Regions from separate parts of the Zea mays genome. Here region 1 is linked to region 2. Evidence: chromatin contacts called from public Hi-C data. All regions are on one chromosome and are shown on one strand. Each heading gives the region's core, a stretch centred on a gene start, on an enhancer-like site or on the middle of the called end of the contact. The rest is flanking DNA. Distances are from core to core; before and after follow the strand shown.

The links. Hi-C and Micro-C count contacts between places; a contact is called where the count stands out from the background.
Region 1: a contact with region 2 is called in a Hi-C map of ear, with 2.9 times the contacts expected there. The contact joins two enhancer-like sites. A contact is called at or near these places in 4 of 25 Hi-C or Micro-C datasets (ear, endosperm, leaf and 1 more).

Annotation. Positions count from the first base shown.
Region 1 is chr10:60,829,394-60,835,296 of Zm-B73-REFERENCE-NAM-5.0, forward strand. No RefSeq gene overlaps it. Among protein-coding and RNA genes, the nearest start is that of LOC100240697, 64 kb to the right of the region's middle. Within about 2 kb of position 2,983, at least 17 of the 20 cell types and tissues checked have an H3K27ac peak or open chromatin away from gene starts, as enhancers often do. A contact at or near this core is called in ear, leaf and tassel, where this site is marked.
Region 2 is chr10:60,727,178-60,733,293 of Zm-B73-REFERENCE-NAM-5.0, forward strand. No RefSeq gene overlaps it. Among protein-coding and RNA genes, the nearest start is that of LOC103641120, 46 kb to the left of the region's middle. Within about 2 kb of position 3,669, at least 9 of the 20 cell types and tissues checked have an H3K27ac peak or open chromatin away from gene starts, as enhancers often do. A contact at or near this core is called in ear, leaf and tassel, where this site is marked.

The sequences.
Region 1 (5,903 bases), core at 1,733-4,232, 100 kb after region 2:
GTTCTAAATGCTTCGCTTGCAAAGATTGTGATTTTCATAAGCATATAAATGGTAGTGGACTCGTCCTCCGCTTATATATAGATCCTTTTAATGTCGCTTGTTAGAACCTTTTACATAGTAGTGTGAATTTTTTATGATATATATGGCATCCATAATTTGATTAGGCATAAAATCAAAGTGTTCTAGTATTAAGGCACGTGTCAAATTATAGAATACGTCGTTATAAAAAAATTCATTCCTTTGTAAACCAGCAACATATTTTGCTTGTAACTTTAGTTTTTATAGTACCTATATACAATTTAAATATCAAGTTCCAAGATTTTCTTTCAAGGCAGCAGAAAATTGTTGTTCTAATATTTTGATATAACGATACTAAAAAATTGTCACACTGACGATAATAAGTTTCATCTCCAGCATGTCATATAAGCAGTCATAAAAAGTCATGTTTTGTATTGTAAATTACAATGTTTATAGAGTAGAGTTTGAAATAAAGAGATAAAAAGTCTGGGAGACCTCCTCCCTTCGGAGCCCTAGTCAACATCGGTCATGGTTGTCATTGGAGAAAGTTATTGGTGATGTCATGTTCCAAACTGGCGGCGCGTTTGAGTTTGAACCAACGACAATCAGTTGATTACTACCGTTGGTCTCGCAAATGATCGAATCGGTGGTGATGATGTCTTGTTCATCACTATGCACGCACTGTGCTTGAGTCGTTTAATCAAACGGTGATGTGTTCTAATATTAAATAGGTGGTGGAACTTTTATCACTGTCAGGGCTACTTTGGAAACATTAAGGCCCCGTTCGTTTACACAGGATTACACCAGGATTTATTCCAGCTAATCAAAACTTATATAAATTAGAGAAACAATTCAGATAGAAATTATTCCAGGCCTCCATTCCGTAGTAACCGAACGGCCCCTAAGGGCATGTTTGGTTTGTGGTTAACTGCGTCACACTTTGTCTAAGTTTAGTCGTTCGAAATTAAAAACTAATTTTAGGCAGAAAAGTTAAGCAAAATGTGGCAAGTTAGCCAGCGAACCAAACTAGCCCTCAGTCTATAAGTGTGTCACGCGTTGCGTTGAGAGAGCATATTTGTTTAAACTGGGCTGATAGTCAACGGTAATTGTTCTGATCTTTGATCTCTAATACCCGAGATTTCGTTGTCAACATGCATGACGTGCGCTGGTGCCGCGCGAAAAAAAAACCCGGAAAAGAAAACTAGAAACGAATCGGAAACACGAGCTCACGAGAAAAAGCTCAGAAATCGCCCGTGTATGTGATATCCACGTGCGCCTTGTTTGAAAAAAAAGTCTGGAACAGGAAACCGCCAGAGATGGGAAAGAAATTCAAAACTGCTCGTGTGCGTGACATACAACGTGCGCCTGTGGAAACAAAAAAAAGTCGGGAACACCAAAACCTTCTGCGCATGAGGTAGGATTATATTAGCGGCCGCCTCACAAAAAACTATGAAAGGTAATCATTTTAAGAGCAAATTCAACAGATTAATCAAAAAATAATTATATTTACTGATTTAGCTACTCTATATTGATAGACTAGTGCAACGGACTAGATAAATTCAGAACACAAGTGAAGCATACTATTAAATAGAGAGTGGATGTGTAAAAATAGAGAGCTAAGATATTTGAAGAGTTATTTATAAAGTCTACGTGTTTCTTTTAAAAGTAGCCAAATTTATTATTATAAAACGATCTGGCTGGTATCTTAGAGTTGTTCTAATTGGGCTTCTCTACTACTCCTACCTCCTCTCCAGTATTACATGTTTAATAAAGAAAGCAAAGTTGACGTCAGCAACAAACAGGAATCCCCAGGTGCATTAGTCACGATCGTTACCATGCGGAATCGGAAGACATGCGCGCATCTGCGTCTACGTGTCCCTACAGGAACCCAAAGGGAAAAAAACGATAGAAGTCGTACTTGACTCGTGTAAGACGACCTGCATATCTACGTGTCCCTTGGGGAGTCCAAACAAGAAAAAAAAAACGAAGGTTCATATTTTACACTAATGCATTCGCGTAGACACGCGCGTTGGAGTAATTGTTTTAGCATGAGAACAAGTTTGTTTTTAAATTATGCATCCACCACTTTATTACTGTACTACTACTTCACAGATCCTTTTTATATATATAGAAGTGAGTAATGTGCTCTAAATTTAAATATGGGATCTTTTTAGAATCGGGTTATATTTTTATTCATATTTAATTAAAATTATTAAGGGCCAAGAAACCGCCACCATGGATAAGGAGCACTGTAGGAAGAGGTGGCAATAGTGGTTTAATTTAGCATGTAAATCAATATGAATAATCCAAGTAAATTCCAAGGAGAAAATCCGTATCCAAACAAACCAATAACAATCGAAGTGTTTGTATAGCTAAAAAAATAAGATTTTTTCAAAAAATATATGTGGTCGGTAGATCAAATCTAAATCAAATGGTTTTCCTTCTCAACCCATTTTTAAAATCACAACTTCAATTACAACTACAATTTCTTTGTACAATTTTGACCAAGTCAACACCATGACAAGGATGATTTGAAAGAAATCAAATGCTTTCAAAAAAAATGAATTCAAGCTCTGCTGAAATTTAACCCTGTAACTTTTTTCAAACATGTTGTCATTTAACTTTAAAACCTGAAATCTAAACTCCTACTCACCTCCATCGAAAAAGGTTCACAAGAAAAACTGTGCATTCACGGTGCATGAGTGAGAGTAACTTGAGTTGATTTTTTTATGGGAGTTTAGCCTATTAAATTTGATTGTTTTTAGGTTAAAATCTCCTCTCAAAAGTTACATTGGAATACCTGAAGGGAAGAGAAATATAACCCATCTTGCCTCCTAGCCGAATAGGCCTCACTTCGTTCCTCCCTCTCCATTTTCCGTCAGGCTCCTTCAAGATCCCTCAGCCCATCAGCTCTCCCTCGCGGGTCGCGACGCCAGGCCTAGTTTCTCTCTCGCCCCCACAGGGCACAGGCCAACTTCCGTCCTCCCACCCCTCTACCCGCATATCCTAGATGGACAGAAACCTAGCTCGCTTTCTCTGTCTTTCCACTTGGGCCGAAGCCTCTTCTCCACCTCTCTAGCGCAACGGCGTAAGTCTGCTAGGGCTCAGCCCAGCTCGCCGCTGCACTCTAGGGCATATGGTTTTTTGCATTTACGGTGTAAGCATGATACACAAGTTTTAGAAGTTTTTTTGCAACTGTTTGTGTCAAAGTGTTCATAAATAGAACACGTGTCAACTAAGTTTTATAAACATTCAATTATAACTCTCCAATTTACACCATATAGATAAATTTCTTTATTATTTTCATTTAAACGTTGTTACACACATTCATATAGGTATTTATTTATTTTGGAATAGCAAATTTATTTTTTTGGCATGTTTACAATTGTATATCAATTAAATTAGTTATTGCGTACATGTTTATAGAAATTTTAAAAGAATATGTAAATGTGATTAAAAAAACTCCAAAATTTAACATGGACACATATCATTATGATAAAAATATGGCACAAAAGTTTTAGAAGATTTTGCAACTGTTTTTTTGTCAAAGTGCTAACAAGTACAACATATCTCAATTAAGTTTCATAAATATTCAACTACAACTCTTCACTTTAGACTATATAGATAAATTTATTCATTATTTTCATTTAAATTTTGGTACGCACGTTCATATAGGATATTCATTCATTTTGAAATGGCATATTTATTTATCATGCCACATTTACTATTTTATATCAATTTTATTTTACTTGTATATGTACAAATGTGAGTACTTTGATTTGGCTTCTGAAACGTCATTACTTTGATTTGGTAGTTTCAAAATATTATTCATACAATTTTAGTTGATTTCATTATGGGGATCATGGGGAATCTACTTTGATTTAAGTTCACTTTGACTATCCCTATACTTGTACTTAAATTAAATCCACCTCAATTAAATTGTAAGATATATAGTTTGAGTTGAATTGAGTAAATATCCTAATACGAATATAGATTCTAACTATCTATTTTATATTCGCATCCAAGGATATTTGGATCCGTATTTGTATTTGATTAAAATATGATAAATTATGATATTCTAATTCAGATCCGTGTGTATTCAATCCACTTACACCCAACCTGGAGGCTAGAACGTATCTGCCCTCAGAACCGTTGTCGCAAGCCTACACTCCTTGACATTAGCGCACACCTGCTCCCCCTATATGACAGTCACACGTCTCGATGGAAGCACGAACACCCAAGAGGGATGGCCTGGCCTGCTACAGAATCCTCATAGCCACTAGAACAATAGCAGACACAGTCAGTCATGACTCATGGCCAAGCCATAGCTGCCTGTCCTAGTGTTCTTTGACCGGTTGCATCCACCTCCACTTGTCCACAGCCTTGCCCTGGCCGGACAGAGCTACCTCCCATTGTCCACAGCCGGGCGGGCGGTGTTGATTGCAGGCAGCAGCGGAGTCAGCTCAAAATCAAAGCCCGGGCACAGTTATAAACTTATAATGTTTACTTAAGGTCTAAAATCAATTATATACTAATAATTTCAAAAGAACAAGTAACATTATAGTCAACTATATACTAATCAATACTTCAATTCAAATTTAAATCATCAATTCATCAATACGTTGATACTTCAAATCAATTAATCAAACAATGTGCTTCCACAAATTTACTCTACTAGGGCTTCCACTAATTTTATAATAAGACCGAAATGTAAATATTAAGCGGCAGCTGAAACCACAAACCCACAACTAAACCGAAGATGCATGTGTTGATGAAACCTAATGCACCTAGATATGTCTGCCCATGCATCTCCTACACTCCTACTCGTACCCAAACGGAACCCAAGCTAGCCTAGCAAAATCTGTTCAAATGCAAAATCGTCGAGAACAAGCAATCGACACAAAGAAATGAATAAAATGGATATCGCAATCAAACAATTGGCGAGCTCAAGACCGTACGGTGGAGCTAGAAGCTGTTAGGCATGGTGTGCTCGAGGACTTCGTCACGGCCTTTAGCGCCACTAGCCTGTTTGGTTCGGTGTCAATGAGGGATGGGACAGGATCAACCCTGGATTGACCCCATCCCTGACTCTGGACCTCCAAACCAAACATGGGTCAAGTTAGAATAATCTCACCACATCCCTCTTCATCCTTTCTCATCCATCCATCCAAACACTACCTAAGGCTCTAAGGGTAGCATGCCGTTCTGCCTTCGTTCAATCTGGATCGTTCATCGCTGTTGTTCAATCTGGATCGTCCATCCGCATCGCTGTTGTTCAATCTGGATCGTCCATCCGCGCGCGCAAAAATTCGATTGTAGCAGGGACGTTTATTAATACCACTAACTGATTACACAAGCTGACTGTTTTCTCTGTAGCAGGCACGTTTATAAGTTGCTACCGCACTCTTTTGCTGGCCGATGTGGTACCATTTATTTGCGCCGCGGTAGAGAACATGCGTCGAATTTATTTGGCTGACCGATATGAGGCCCATCTATCAATTCAATTGTATACCGCTAAGGCCCAATCGCTCAGTCAGCTCCACTCCCGCGGCATCCATCACCACGGCCTCCACTTCTCCGAGTCAGTTCCCCTCCGCGCCCACAACCCCCGCCGCGCCCACCCCCACTCCCGATGCGTCCGCCCCAACGCCGATAGTCCTCGCCCCTCCCCGGACAGGGCCAAGGAGGAGCAGTACGGCCAGCCCCTGCAGGCTGAGTTCTCCTCCCCCTCCCCGGACTCCGGCGGTGGCTCCTGCGTCACCACCGAGTCCGACGAGGACGCCTCCTCGCCTTCCCCGGACGTGGTGCGGCGTAGCCTGGCGCTGGCGCCGCAGGAGCGCGCTGTCCTCCTGGAGCGGGAACACTCGCTGCCGCCGTCGCAGGCC
Region 2 (6,116 bases), core at 2,419-4,918:
AAGGGATGAAGAGTCTGGGTGTGTGTGAATTTTTCTTACCTTCGGCATACATTTGCATAATGCATTACATCATAATTTGCATTCATACAAGCATTCATTATAGACATATTAGCTTCATTGCATCATGGCATTATGCACAAGGAATTAATGACAAGTTTACGATGCTTCGTTGTGAACAAAAAGAAGGGAAGGTGTTTTTCACCTATCAGCTCAAAAAACAATAACGTGGTTTCATCCACAGCAAAGCAAACAATAACAGAGGAAGGTAATATTGCAAGGTAACAGTACACATTTACAAGGAATGTTTGCATTACATTGTTTTTCCATCTAAATACAATTTTACACAAAAATTACAAGAATGTTTTCAGGGCTTTGCCAGAAATCTATAGCTTCGACTCTCCAGACTCCACCAACGTCATCTTCAGCTTCGACTCTTCATTCTCCACCGATGTTAGTCTGAAAATAGCATCATATGAATACTTAGTAACAACAAGCAGGAAGGAAGCAGAAGTAAAGATATTTTCATACTTCGTCAAGAAGAGCTCGAGCTTCGTTTCCAGCCATTTCCTGGCCGCCTTTCGTCCAAATCTGGGTAACGAATCTGTTACCCAAACTTTGGGCTTCACTAGGAATATTATCATGGTCAGTCGGGGAAATGTTGAAGGTAGGTTTATTAACAGTTTTCAAGTGACTGCATCCGGCTTTAGCGAAAATTGTAGCAGTTCATCGGGTAGCCACTAGAGCGCAAAAGTCGTTGTGCCCCACAATAACTTCGCTGAAATCATTGATCTCTTTCTCAACATATTCAAGCGTTTTTGGAATGTTGTTGGCAGAATGATACGCATCCTCTGAAACTGCTCCAACTGAGTTGAAGATTTCTCGCAGTCGTGAAGAACATCGAGTTGCAAATTCAAAGCAGGTGTCCCGAAGTACTCTTAAAGCTTCAGACAATTTGGAACTTTTTTCTGCTTCGGCTTTAATCTTTTGCTTCAATTCTTTGGCTTCATGCTCAAAACGGATTACAATTTCTTTAAAAGTTGACCTTACTTGATCAAGTTCTTTGCTCAACCATTCCAACTGTTTGTTTTGATCAGAAATCTGTATGGCTTGGCTTGCCCAACTTTCATGAAGCTTCGGAATACCACCACTTCATTTTTCTCAGGGAGAGGAACGTTGTTTTCACCTCCAATCCTCACTATAGACACATCGTGAAAATACTTGCTCTTCATGGCCTCAACATGTCCCTTCTTCATAGTTGATTTTCCAAAAACCACATGACTTGGCCTCCATAGTCGCTCTTCGGCATCAACTGCACCGCTATCAACATCAAAATCCTCGTTGTCCTCCGAATCTTCAGATAGCCCAGCCAGGATCTCATCAGTTATCTTATCTTTTCAATATTGGTCTTCTCCATGGCTTCGTAAAATCCAGCCAATGCGGGGTCTTCGCTTCTCTTGTCTTCGTCCATCTCAAATTAACTTCGATTAAAGAAAAAAGCCGAAGCTCGAAAACAGTTGTACTTACCGTGGCAGTAAACTAAGGTAGTGTTTGGTTGAGGAGCCAACTAGAACGGAGCCGTTCCATCCCTGATTCTAGGAACGGAGCCGCTCTGTTCTGTGTTTGGTAATCTGGAATGGAGCGGTTCTGTTTTTTGTTTGGTTGCAGAGTGAACGGAACGGAGCGTGACTGTGAGAACGGGATTGGAACGGAGCGGCTCTGTCCCATTGATTTTTTGGAGCGGAATGGTTCTGGATCTGAGGAGAATATTCCCTAACTGGAGCCATTCCGTTCTAGTTACTTTGTAACCAAACAACAACAAAACTGGGACAGAACGGTTCCGTTCTACTTGGCTCTTCAACCAAACACTACCTAAGAACAAGCTAGCAGAAAGTTGATAGCACGAAAACAATTTCATCACAACCCTCATATATATATATATATATATATATATATATATATATATATATATATATATGCAGAGCACCACTGCAAAGTGCCCCCCACGATTCAGAAGGTTTCGCTATTCTATTGAAGGGAAGATGTTTTTTTGGATCTTCGCATAAGGCCTTCGTTCATTTCACAGTCTGAATTTGTTACATAGAAACAAACTAATACTGTGAGGGGCTACTGTTGGGGGCTTCGTCTTCTGAAGGTCGTCAAAAACATGACTAACCATCTGTTATCAGCATATTGCCAAGTATTACAGGAGCTTCAGAACCAGAATAGCTTCGACGCGGAACGGTGGAAGCGTAACAAAGGTAGCTTCGTCATAACAACACGGTAATATGATACATGGAGAAGGTGTTATCAAAGTCACTGAGGACAAAAGACAATGTTAATCTCTGAGGTAATAAATGTAATATCGTACGAAGTTGTATGACTCCCTATAAATAGATGAACAATATCCTGCATAAAGTACCTTTTGATGGACTGTACAGTTGCTGTGTAATTCTCTCTCTACGTCATCATTGTAATTCTTTCTACAGTGCCGAAGGTATAATTGTAAAGTTAATTTACGAAAGGAGGAATATATTATGAAGATAGGATAATTGAATTATCATATTCAAACTCTTTCATATTCATTATACGTTCATTTATTCACCTAACATTTAACCTTTGTCGCCGAAGGTGTTACCCTGAAGGGACAACTCCTTCATGACGAAGGTTATCTGTCTTTTTAATATTGTGTTGCCTTATTTTTTATTGTGTATAGTAATCAAGAACGAGTGACCAAAATTATCCTTTCAGGATAATTCCTTCGGAGACGAAGGTTAGATGTTAGGTGAATAAATGAATATACAAGGAATATAAAAGAGTTTAAATATGATAGCTCAATTGAGATATATCAATAACATGTTCCCCTTTTATAAATTAACTTTACAATTGTACCTTCGGTTCTTCAGAGAGAATTAGAATCAAGGTGTTGTGAAGAGAGAATTACACAACAATTGTCTAGTCCACCAAAATGTACTTATTTATGCAGGGCACTGTTCATCTATTTATAGAGAATAGTACAACTTCATATGAAATTACACATATGTCCTTAAGAATTACACACAAGGTTTACAAATGGTACGGGGATAACATTGTCTTCTATCTTCAGTTTTCATGATGACACCTTCTCATTACACCATCTTCCCATTGTTATTATGACGAAGCTACATTCGTTACTCTTCCATCATTTTACACTGAATGTGGTCTGATTCTGAAACTCCTGCAATGCTTCACAAATATGCTGATGACTAATGGTTAGTCCGTGTTTTTAGGACCTTTGGAAGACGAAGGCTACCAACATGTACCTCTGTAGCATGGTTCGTCGCTTCGTTGACTAGCTCTGTGCGTGTGTTCGGTTACCCGTATGGAGTTGGTTCGGCCTGTACTGTATGCACAGATGTAACTCGCGTATTTGCGGCTACATGCGTGGATACGGGAGAAAGTTATGTATCCGCTAGTTCAGACTCAAGCGAGCCCGCCTTTATAGACACATGTATCAATCACACGATATGTGACCATGTCGTGTCCGCGCTAACATCCACACACACGCAGTTTATTATTTGCTGCTAGTCGACCTCTTTGTAAAACTAGCTACATGCATAGTAGCATGTGATCCACGTGCATAGCTACAAAGCTGGTCACTTTCACAGCCAGCGGTGCGCTCGTGGGATTCCTGTGCCTGTTAGTTGCCAGCAGCCAGCAGACAGCAGGCATTGGGTCTGCCGGACTATTGCTGGCTAAACTTTAGCAGGGGCAAACCAAACGGGGCGGGACGATGCTACACTACCATACATTTCATTTTCGTTCCAGGCGGAAGGCGAAGTCATGAAGACGCCGCGAGTCCTGCGAAGATCAATAAATATAGCAGCCATGTGGAGAGCAGGGGTTACAATTTCGTTTTCTAATTTTCGAAAACCGATTTATTGACAAAAAAATATTTTTTTATGTTTTCAAACGTTAAATTGAAATATAATAAAAACCGTTTCTCGGTGAGTACCAAAATTTTACCGGTTACCGTTACTCAGCGAGTAGGATTTTCATCCCTAGTGGAAAGATGATAGCTAAGGCTATCTCCAGCAGTTTACTCAACCACATCTTTTATTTTAAATTCCACATATAAACAATATTGTCTGTAATACGACTATATATATGAACTACTAGTCATATAGCCTAAGGCCTTGTTCGGTTATTGATATTACATGTGTATTGGAGTGTATTGGGTGGGATTGTGATGGATTTTGACTTGTTATGGATTTAAACCGGCTCAATCCCACCCAATACATGTGTATTATCACCAAAACGAACAAGCCCTAAAAAGGAGATCAATCGTACTGGGAAAAATAATTTATTTATATGGGAAGTATATATAACCAGAGAAAACCAACCGTCCATAGAGGAAATGAAAAGAACATAATGAACACTACCATAGAAATAGTCTATGACATCGGTTTGAAATCGGCTACCTACTATCAATCGAGACTAAGTGGTATTTGATTTTTAGGGACTAATTTTTAGTTTTTAGAGACTAGAGAAATATAATTCTATTTTAGTTTTTGTATTTATCAATTTAGGAAAAATAAAATAAAATAGAAGAACTAAAAATTAGTTCCTAGAAACCAAACACCTTTTTAGTCCTAGAACTAAAGGATGCCAAAGCATAAAATAAATAGTCTAAGACATACATGTGAAATATTTGTGTGTGGCATGCTAGGATTCGAAGTGAAGACTTGGCTTTACACGTTATCTTTACCACTCGACTATAGAGTTAGTTTTGGACTAAAAACAGATGCTTTGCTTTATTTTAATTTTATAAGAACTTTTAGTACCGGCTTCCTCCGTTCTTTTTATTTATCTTTATCGAGAACGAAGGTAATATTATTTAGTAGAGGTTATCAACTTCAATCGATACTAAAGGTTTAATGTTGTTTGGGTGTTACCGACCAGTACTAAAGTAAACTCGTACTGGTTTTTAATACAGGTCGATTCTAATTTCTAAACCTTGCTTGAAACCATATCTGTTATCAATCGGTACCAAAGCTTACTTTAATACCGATTCTAATTTAACTAAAACTAATGTTACTGTCAAAGTCCATTTCTGTAGTAGTGAAATCTTAGATGTACTTTGTTACATTTTTAATGGCTCGGATTCAAATATGATTTATTTTTTATGAAAATTATACTTTTGGGTTCATGTGCACTAGAAATTATCTTATAGTAGACAAGCATCAGAAATTGATGGATATGAACATTTGCAAAAAAAAAAAAAATTGAGATTCATCAAACTCAATCTAGAAGAGTTCATATGAAAATAAATTTTAGGTGTACATACATTGGAAGGCTTTTAGAAACTTGTTTGCTCTGGTGTATATGCATCTAAAATTGGTAGTTGTTTGAATATCAAATTTACAATAATATATATCTGCCTATGATGGATGTGCAAAGTTTCATTTATAAATAAAATATCTAAGTAATTTTTTTAAAAGATTTCAATGGCTCCACCGAGTAGACGTTTTGCACTACGTATTTTTTCTATCTATTAAGACTTAGTCCAACAACAGCATTGTCGGCGTTTCGAGACAGGGGGGTCCCTAAGCCGACGAGTGAGTGTGCTGCGTGCCCCAGCCCAGATGGGTCGAGCGCGTGGGCGAGCGCGGAGGGGGGAGAGGCGAGGCGGCCGGAGCCGAGCGTGAGAGAGGTGGAAGTCCCGCGGCCTTCGTGTTCGTCCCGCGCCCAGGTCAGGTGCGCTTGCAGTAGGGGGGTTACAAGCGTCCACGCGGGTGAGGGAAGCGAGCGGCCCCAAGAGAGCGCCTGTCCCGTCCTCGGTCCCGCGCGGCCAACCCTCTCTGAGAAGGCCCTGGTCCTTCCTTTTATAGTCGTAAGGAGAGGACCCAGGTGTACAATGGGGATGTAGCAGAGTGCTACGTGTCTAGCGGAGGGAGAGCTAGTGCCCTAGGTACATGCCGATGTGGCAGCCGGAGAGATCTGGGCATCCTGCTGGCGTGATGTCGTGGCTATCGGTGGTGCGGCGGAGCCTGATGGAGGGACAGCTGTTGGAGCGGTCGAGTCCCTGCTGACGTTGTCCTGCTGCCGTAAGAGAGCTGGGGGTCGCCGTCGTCATAGAG